Regions from separate parts of the Muntiacus reevesi genome. Here region 1 is linked to region 2. A link is a contact called in public Hi-C data. All regions are on one chromosome and are shown on one strand. Each heading gives the region's core, a stretch centred on a gene start, on an enhancer-like site or on the middle of the called end of the contact. The rest is flanking DNA. Distances are from core to core; before and after follow the strand shown. Region 1 holds the start of AASDHPPT (aminoadipate-semialdehyde dehydrogenase-phosphopantetheinyl transferase). Region 2 holds the start of MSANTD4 (Myb/SANT DNA binding domain containing 4 with coiled-coils).

Region 1 (4,641 bases), core at 455-2,954, 190 kb after region 2:
AGGTTCTATAGAATTAATACACAGAGCTTAGTCGAATAGTAAAAGGGTAGCCCATAAATTCCTAAATCTGAGTTTAAGTAATCCCCTAAATTCTCTTACTCATCTCAGTGTCTGCATCAGTAAAAAATTACTGCATAGAACACGTGAGATAATGAACATGAGTGGTTTAAAAACAAAACATAAATATTCCAAAATTGTAAAAGTCAGGTCAAATAGAAAAGAATGGAAAAGTTTTAAGATGATGCTTGGATACATAACGTTAAAAGTAGAGAAACTAGTTACAATCACTGCTGGTATGGGTATCAGCACTTCATACTTTATATATCTTTACATTTTCTCTTTCTGTAGTTTTTTTGTATATGCTTCATCTTCTCTGCCAGACTGTAGCACCTGACACGTTTTTAGAATTAGCTAAAATGGTATGTGAAGCGAGTAATTAATATTACAGCCCTTTGAGGATTTGTGTTTGTGTTCAAGATCCCATTTAGTTGCAAATGATTGGAGAGTGTTGATATCACGAAAAGTTAACAGAAACAAATATAAATGAAAACAGAATAGAACCCATCTTAAAGAAGACGGAAGTAAGCCGCAGGTAACTGTTCAGTACTACTACTGGCCTTTAGTTAATACTCTCTGGCAGCCAAAGGAAGGGAATTGGCTGAATCACACAGCGTGGCATTTAATCTACCTCAAAGATGGGCATTTATATTCATCTATAGATCTCAACTGTTCCCTGGCCCCAAACCCGCAAGATCTTTTGATCGTAAACAACTGAGCAAAGGCGCAGAGCAACTATGAAGGGTTCCTGAAACTATTTAACTTGGTTCCGTTGCTTTCAGAGCCAGGACCCGTAATAACAACGGAAACACCGGCACCTCAACAACAGAATCCTCACTTTTCTCCCCAGGGCTCCGTCCCGGGCTTGGCAACCGCAAAAACAGCCCCTGGCTCCCTGGACGGCCTCGGCACGGCTCCGCGGCTCGCCCCCAGCCTCGGCTTCAGGCGGGGGCCGCGCCGCTCCGGGAGTGAGGCAGGGCTCCGGGCCGGGGCGGGCACAGGCCAGGAAGGGCATTGGGGCGCTCAGGCCTCCGGGGTCGGGTGTTGGGGGAGGCAACCCGGGGCCCGGGAAATAACTCCTGAGGCGCCGCGCGACGCCCTCTGTCACGGAAGCCCCCCGCCACGACGCACGAGGAGCGGCACGGGCGGCCGAGGCCAGAGAGCCCTCTGCTCTGCGGACGACGGGGCCGGACCTGGCCCGGGAACGAGGCAGGCCCCCCACGCTCCCCCGGCGCCCCGCGGTCACCCACCTGCACCGCGGTCTCCGAAGTCTCCAGCCCGGCCTCTCCGCTCCCGAGGCCTGGCTGCGATTGGCTCCCGCCGCTGTCGCGCTGCCTCTTCAAGTCTGAGCGCCGGCCGGTAAGCGCCGCGCCTCCGTCCCGCCCCTCGCGCCCCCGAGGCCCCGCCCCGCGCGCGGTCACGCGCTGCCGCAGAGCGCCGAGGACGCAGAGCGCAGAGCAGGGCCTCGGCTTCTGCTCCCGAGAAGGCGGCGGCCGCGCGGGTGACGCGCATTGAGGGCCGCGGGTGAGCCACGTCCCGCGGACGCGCACGGCGCCCCGCCCACACACGAGACGCCCCGCCCCCGCGCGGGAGGACGCACGCGGCGCCCCGTCCACGCACGCGGCGCCCCCGCCCCCCCGCGCGGCGCCGGGGGAGCTGGGAGGGGCTCCGCCCGCGTCCGCGCCATCGAGCCCCGGGCGGCGGCTAGGCCCTCGGGTGGATGGTTCTCGCCCGGCGACTCTGCGTGCTGCCGGCGATGGAGGGCGTGCGCTGGGCCTTTCCCTGCGGCACGTGGCTGCCCAGCCGCGCCGAATGGCTGCTAGCGTTGCGATCGATCCAGCCCGAGGAGAAGGAGCGCATCGGCCAGTTCGTCTTCGCCCGGGACGCTAAGGCCGCCCTGGTATCGCGGGTCTTTCGCGCTTCGGGTCGGGGAGCAGCCGTCGGGGTGGTGGGGCGCGCAGTAGAGACCCCACACGCGAGCCTCGGCGCCCGCGTGCGGCCGCCCAGGGCTACTGCGGGGTGTGCCCGGCCTAGTCTCCGCCGGTTTTGTCGTCGCCTCGTCCGCACAAAAAATCAGCCCCTCCCCCGTTGCTTTTGAAAAGAAAGGTCCTGCTAAAGCCTAAAATAGCTGTTGCAGAGGTCTGTCAATAGGATTTTCCTTGTTTTTAAGTGTTAATCACATTTTTTTTCATTTCCTTGCTTGGGCTCATAGCACAGTCAGCCTGTTAAATATCCCACCGGTCTCCCTTTGCACCGTGCACGTGGTAGGCCCTAAAAAATATTGACAGTATCACTTAATTTAGCCATGCACACCATAGAACTGGAAGAGTCTAGCCTCCTTTTACCGATGAAACCGAAGCCAAGGAAGGATGCGGTCTTAGGCATACCTTTTAAACTAAATATTTAGCTCTGAAAACACTTTTTTGAATATAATTGTTTATTTTACGTATATATATTTAGCAACAAATGGAAGGTTGGATTTCAAAATGATGTCTATATATCGCAGTATGGCACAGCTTTTGAGTGCCATCTCGTCAAAGACTGTCATTATCCTGAAAATGTCCCTCTGTCAAAGGACTTTTTCGTTTGAAATGTAGACTAATTAATTTTGAAGGGACACTAGTGAATATTTTCGTGAAATTCGAAGTGTTGCAGTATTTAAAAGTCAGTGTTAGAACTGAAGGAAAAAAAAACTTGAAAGATTTTGCAAAATGTTATCTACCTTGTTTTCTTATGTACTCGGGTATTTTTTGTGATTTTAGACCTTAATCAGAGAGTGGAATAGGATATATGTGAAAAAAGATAGGTTATGCCTTGCTAACTGTGGAGGCACGTAATAAGTACATATGATCTAGAAACACTTGCACATGTGCACAAAGATGTAAGTACAACAGGATTGCCCACTGGGGAATTCTTTTGTATATAATAGCAAAACCAGAGCCAGCCTAAAATATCCAGTAATAGGGGGATAGTCAAGTTGTGGTACCTTGATACTATGAAATATTATGCTACATATAAAGATGCACAGGCCAGTGGTTATGTGCATAAACATAAGAGACATAAAATAATCTCCAACACTTAGAAATGAAAAAGTTCGTACATGGTAGAATAGTACATATAGTGGGATTTCAAATAAATGGATGGATAGCAAATGCAAATGAGCATATATTTGGATACTTAGAGAAAAGATGAAGGATGAATTCATGTCAACATTGGTAACTTGTTGATGGAACGGATGGAATTGCTAAAGAGGGACTTTGACCTTTCTGTCTTCATAAGCATTTCTTAAATCTTAATGCAGGATATTTAATACTTTAGGTAGTTTAAAAACTTTAAGAAGTGAGTATTTTAGAAAGCACAAAAATAGACTTTGTATGTTATAGGCAGTTTTATTTGAATTTTTAGTATAGACAGCAGTACTTACCAAATGTTTTATTAACAGGCTGGTCGTCTGATGATGAGGAAATTAGTTGCAGAGAAATTGAATATACCTTGGAATAATATTCGTTTGCAAAGAACTGCAAAAGGAAAACCAGTTCTTGCCAAAGACTCACTGAATCCTTACCCCAATTTCAACTTTAACATCTCTCATCAAGGAGACTATGCTGTACTTGCTGCAGAATCTGAGCTACAAGTTGGAATTGATATAATGAAGACTAGTTTTCCAGGTAATGTTGCATTTTTGTAATACATGAGTTATTAAATGTCTGGTCTTAGTTGTTGTACTGTGCTTAGTTGCTCAGTTGTGTCCGACTGTTTACAACCCCAGAAACTGTAGCCCGAAAGGCTCCTCTGTCCATGGAATTCTCCAGGGAAGAAGACTTGAGTGGGTTCCCGTACCCTCCTCCAGGGGATCTTCCTAACCCAGGATTGAACCCAAGTCTCCTGCATTGCAGGCTAATCTCTTACCTTCTGAGCCACCAGGGGAGACCCCGGTTCTATCCCTTTGTCGGGAAGATCAAACTGGTGGGCTTTCCTGGTGGCTCAGACGGTAAAGAATCCGCCTGCAATGCAGGAGACTCGGGTTCAATATCCCTGGGTCAAGAAGATCCCCTGGAGAAATGGTTACCCACTTAAGTGTTCTTGTCTGGAAAATTCTGTGGATAGAGGAGCCTGGTGGGCTACAGCCCATGGGGTCACAAAGAGTCAAACATGACTGAGTGACTAACACTAATTAACTTGTTTAAAAGCTAATAATCTCAATAGTTAGGTGTATTATAATCCCTAAGCAGAGATAACATGTATTTGTATTATATCTAAATACAGTTCTTTGTAGCACATTTATAGAAAACAAAAAGAAAGAGCAAACAGTTACTAAAATGTTTATATTTTGCCTTAGAAATTTGCAGCTGATGACTGTCGGAACTGCTGACATTTATTGTGTGGTTGACTATAAAGTAATTTTAATAGAACGTAGGGTCTCTCAACTCCTCTGTAATTTTCATCATCACTAACATTAGTGAGCACTTACTGTGTGCCAAGACATTTTACTCAGTGCTTTATGTATATTATATGTTGAGTGGGACTTTTCAGAAGATAAGTAACAGGATAAGAAGAAAGCTGTTAAAATAAGACAGCCAAATC
Region 2 (4,691 bases), core at 512-3,011:
TCCTCTTAAAACTATGCCTGAGTCAATATATTCCTAAAATTTGGCAGCAGTTTCTATTATTTGCATATTCTGTGCACCCCCAACAATTTGCAACTCCGTATCTCTATCCTACAAAAGTGGTATCCCTTTGTCTTTGACCTATGTTCCTAACCCTTTGCTCTATGCCAAACTGATGAACTAGTTCACTGATAAAATGCACTTTTTAAAAAAATTTTTGGCTGACAGGTATGGCTTGTGGGAATTTCCCAACCAGGGAATTCTGGGCCACAGCAGTGAAAGCACAGACCCTAACCACTAGACCACTGAGGAATTCTAGACAAAAGGCATTTGCATTTTAACACACATTTTCTACCTCACTGAAATTGATATCAAAATGTATCTTATACTTCCAGTCAGCCATGGCTTAATTGTGTGAAAATCTTTGACACCTTCTGATTAATGTAAGATAGTAAGTACCCAAATCAAAGCAACCTTGAGCTGACATTTGGTAGCTATGCTTGCGTGAATAGAAACTAAGCTATGTTTCCAGGAATTTTTTTTCTCTCTTTTCCTTTACATTTTTGTACTCATGTAACCGTTTGGGTTTTCATCATCCATTACCCAATAATTGTACTCAAATATATCAAGCTCCTACTATGTGCCAGGCACATATTCTTGGTGCTGGAGCTAAATATCTCACAAAATATTTTAAAAAGCCATTTTAGATGTGAAATACTATCCCTTTCATATTGGTTGTCTTCCCTATCTTTACAAAAGGGAATTTAGTAGTTGCAACCTCTAAAAATTCATAGTTCTTCCACGCCCAATCACAGAGAACAGCCATTTTCCTGAAATCCCATTTCACAATCATTCTTTATTGGGTGGAAATAGGTGTAAGTAGTTCACTTACATAATCCTTGTGAAGATGGTGTACCACCAAATGCGTATTACACCTGGGCAATTTTTTTCCAAGGACTAACACTTGAGAATGAAGTTCCTAAAGACTGCACGATAAGACAGAATTAAGAGGTCTAAGGAAAATTGGGTATAAATTCTGAGTCGAAAAAATTTTTTTAGGTAAATTCATTAGATTGTTCAAGAAGAAAAACATCACAAAATCTACAAACTTCCCCCATTCCTCTTTGAAGTGGGCTTCCCACCTCCCAACAACACCGGGCCCTACTGTCGCCACTATACTCTTAGAAGACATTCAACTCCCTGCCTATAACTTGTGGTAGGTAAATGACTAAAGTTTACTTAAGCGTCCCCTGTTATCACATTAATAAAGTACCTCTCACTCCCGTCCTCTCTCTTTGGAACAGCCCCTTGGGAGAATCCAGGAAGGCTGAGTTCCCAGGAGGCCAGCCAGGAGGAGGGGGCGCGCCGCAGACTCCGCCACAGCCACGGCTGCACCTGACAGGCTACAGGGCAACCTGGAATTAAGTGCTCGCTCCGCAAATCAGAGCCCTAACAGGGGCCCGGAAACTTTGCCAGCCTTGCTGCAGAGGCCTGAGCCCTCCCCACCCTCCCAGGTCAGGCTGCAGAGGCGACTGGGATCTCTCCTGAGCGTTGTGGTCCGCGACGTTGCGAAGCCAGGTCCAAAGCCAGCGGCGGGGTGACCGCGGCCTGACGCCGCCCCGCTGACACCTACCGTCCGCGGAGACACCGCCCCCCTCACAGCCTCTTCCGCTGCACCGCCGCTCACCAGCAGGTCGGGCGGCACCTCACCACCGTCGCCTCTGGGGTGTGTGTGGGGCGGGGTAGCAGAGATGCTTTATCAATTCCCCGCCCACGGACTCGGCCCGCCCCTACCTCTACGCCATTGGCTACCGCGGCAGCCGCTCGTCTATCGAGGCTCGCCCGTTGGCCAGGAGGACGCTGCCGTTCTGGCTGAGGGCCCGCCCGGGTCCGGCCTCACAATGGAAAGCGCGTCCCAAGCCGTTCCGGGTTAGTGCCCTGACTCCGCCCCCCGTGACTCGGCCTCCCGCCAGAGCTCCTTGGCGCCGGGACCCGTCAATCTAGAGCGCTGTGGTGAAGGATTGGCCCCTCGCGGTCGCCCGCTGCGCCGTTCTGCCCGATTGGAGCACAGTCAGCTTCATCTCCAAACCGTTCCTGTCCTTGACCCAAACCTGTTAAAAGGGCAAAGAGGAAGTGGAACCCTCGCATTTCCCAGCTGGTTCCGAACTCTGCATCACCTTTTGCTCAGCCAACGGTGACCTAATTTTGCCTCAGTCATTCCCTCTAAAACCCCGCCAAAGGTCACTTGTGATTTCCTTGCAGCTAAATCTAGTCATCACTCCTCAGCGCTTATCTTACCTCCTCATAAAATATTTGACTTACTAACGCATATATATGGAATTTAAAAAGACGGTAACGATAACCCTATATGCAAAACAGAAAAAGAGACATAGAACAGACTTTTGGACTCTGTGGTAGAAGGCGAGGGTGGGATGTTCTGAGAGAATAGCGTTAAAACAAGTATAGTATCAAGTGTGAAAGAGATCACCAGCCCAGGTTGCATGCTTGAGACAAGTGCTCAGGGCCGCTGCACTGGGAAGACCCAGAGGGATGGGATGGGGAACACATGTAAATCCATGGCTGATTCATGTCAATGTATGGCAAAAACCACTACAGTATTGTAAAGTAATTAGCCTCCAACTAATAAAAATAAATGAAAAAAATTTTTTAAAAACTCAAAAAAAGTAAATAAAATTAAATATTTGACTTGTTGACCTTTCTTCATTTGATTTCCATAATGCTTCCCCTGGTTTTCCTCCCTCTCAGTTCTCTTCTCTATCCCCTTTGCAATTGCTGAGGCTTTAGCTGCCATCTCAAGTTCTAGTTCTGGTGTTACTAATGGGTCTGTCTTTCATTGCCTTTGTTCAGGCTTCCATTGAAAGCCTCAGTTACAGCAGTAGCATCCTTACTGGGCTGTCAATCATACCGTCAAGAAGACTGTAGTCTATTCTTCGTACTGTAGCTAAGACAAGCTGCTTACAGGTCTCTAGTGGAACCATACTCGTGATAAAGTACAAACTCTTTACAAAAGTGTCTTCTATTTTTTTCTCAGGCTTCATCTTTCATCAACATTACCCCTCTTTCATTTACCTTCTTCCTTACCCCAATTACTTTGACTTCTTTCAGTTCCTGGACTTAACAGTGGCCTTGAGGCTTTTAGTTTGCATTGCTTTGTTTCTACCCAGAATGATTTCTCCGTGCCTATTCCCTGCTATGCCCAGAATTTGTTTTAGAAATTATTTTCCAAGTAAGCCTTCCTTTCCCTCCATTCGCCCTCTCTCCACTTACAAGTTGTCCCTCTAATGTATGTTTACCAGATAAAAGACAGGATACTCAACTAAATTTGTAGTTCAGATATGTAACAAATAATTTTTAGTATAACTGTATCCTATGTAATATTTGACATCCTGTATTTTTATTTGGTAAATCTGCCAACCCTACTTTAGAATGCTTTCCTCTGACAGCTCTTATCACATATTCCAGATGGGTAGGTCTTCCTTATGCACTGCTGAAATTTCTTTTCCGTGCCTAAAATATAATAGGCACTCAAAAGACTTTTGGTAAATAAATAAAAAAATATTCTGGGTGAATTGTGAATACTTGCTCAATATTCCTTAAGGAATTCTCTTCCATAAAATAGAAGTACTTATGAAATAATGCTCTTTTGAAATGTAAACAGTTTTGCTTTTGGAAAAATATGACATCTTGTGCTTTATAGTTTGGGGTTTTGTTTGTAGTGGTCATTTTCTGTGTGAGTGTAGTGAAAAGGCCAAAGAATTATCCATCCTTATTATGACCAGACTCTTTCTGTCCTTTTCAGAGTCTGTCTACTATGTAAACCTGTTTATTTACATAAGTGAAAGGGTTAAGGCCTAGTAAGTCAGTAAGTATTAAGAACTTTCCGCATTTGTGTCATGAACTCTTTAAGCTTCCTCCGATTACCTCAATCTTTTGCTGATTGAGAGATCTTTTCCAGCTACCCTCTCTTCTTTTGTTCATATCTGTATCTTGTCTGAGTAGACGCAGATCAACAAGGGAAAGATGAAAGGTAATCCAAAATGCCTAACATTAATATTAGTACCCCAATTACTAACCCGAAAGTCTCCTTGCGAGCTTGATTTTTGAGATAGTAATTTCAGGCTAAAAAATTGACCTAATACTTATTTTAGAACTGTGTTTGTTCTGCAGCAGGAGCCACTTGATAGATGAGCCCTTGAGATTTGGCTACTACAACTGAGTACTTGAATTTTAATTGTATTTAATTTTAATGTAAAAACTGATACTCAATTCAGTTAATGCATGATGTCTAAGTATGTTTGGGAAACTTGAGTGATGTGAATCTACTTTTTCAATTATAACCTTTTTGATATATAAGTACAGATTGAATATTGCTGATAAAGAATAACTGAATTGAGATGTGCTCTAAGTTTGAAATATATACATGATTTTGAAGATCTAACATAAAATGTAGAATGTCACACTGATTATTTTGTATTGATTGTAGTGAAAAGTTGGAATTATAATATATTGCATAATTATGTTAAGCAAATATATTATTAAAATTAATTGTACCTTTGAAATTTTTTTTTACTTTTTAAAATGAGTCTAATAAGAAATTTAAATGTATATATGTGGATAGCATTATATTTCTCAGAAAATGCTGTACTAGACTGTGCCTGGCCATAGCTTACCAA

Evidence for each region. Hi-C and Micro-C count contacts between places; a contact is called where the count stands out from the background.
Region 1: a Hi-C map of blood shows a contact between it and region 2, with 3 times the contacts expected there. The contact joins the promoter of AASDHPPT here to the promoter of MSANTD4 in region 2. A contact is called at or near these places in 2 of 3 Hi-C or Micro-C datasets (blood and muscle).

What each region holds. Positions count from the first base shown.
Region 1 is chr9:88,415,400-88,420,040 of mMunRee1.1, forward strand. AASDHPPT (aminoadipate-semialdehyde dehydrogenase-phosphopantetheinyl transferase) reads left to right here and starts at 1,705. Exons shown (of 6, transcript XM_065943796.1): 1 at 1,705-1,957; 2 at 3,500-3,725. The coding sequence starts at 1,778. It overlaps KBTBD3 (kelch repeat and BTB domain containing 3), which reads right to left and starts at 1,437. Exons shown (of 3, transcript XM_065944204.1): 1 at 1,308-1,437.
Region 2 is chr9:88,225,779-88,230,469 of mMunRee1.1, forward strand. It overlaps MSANTD4 (Myb/SANT DNA binding domain containing 4 with coiled-coils), which reads right to left and starts at 1,762. Exons shown (of 3, transcript XM_065944413.1): 1 at 1,685-1,762.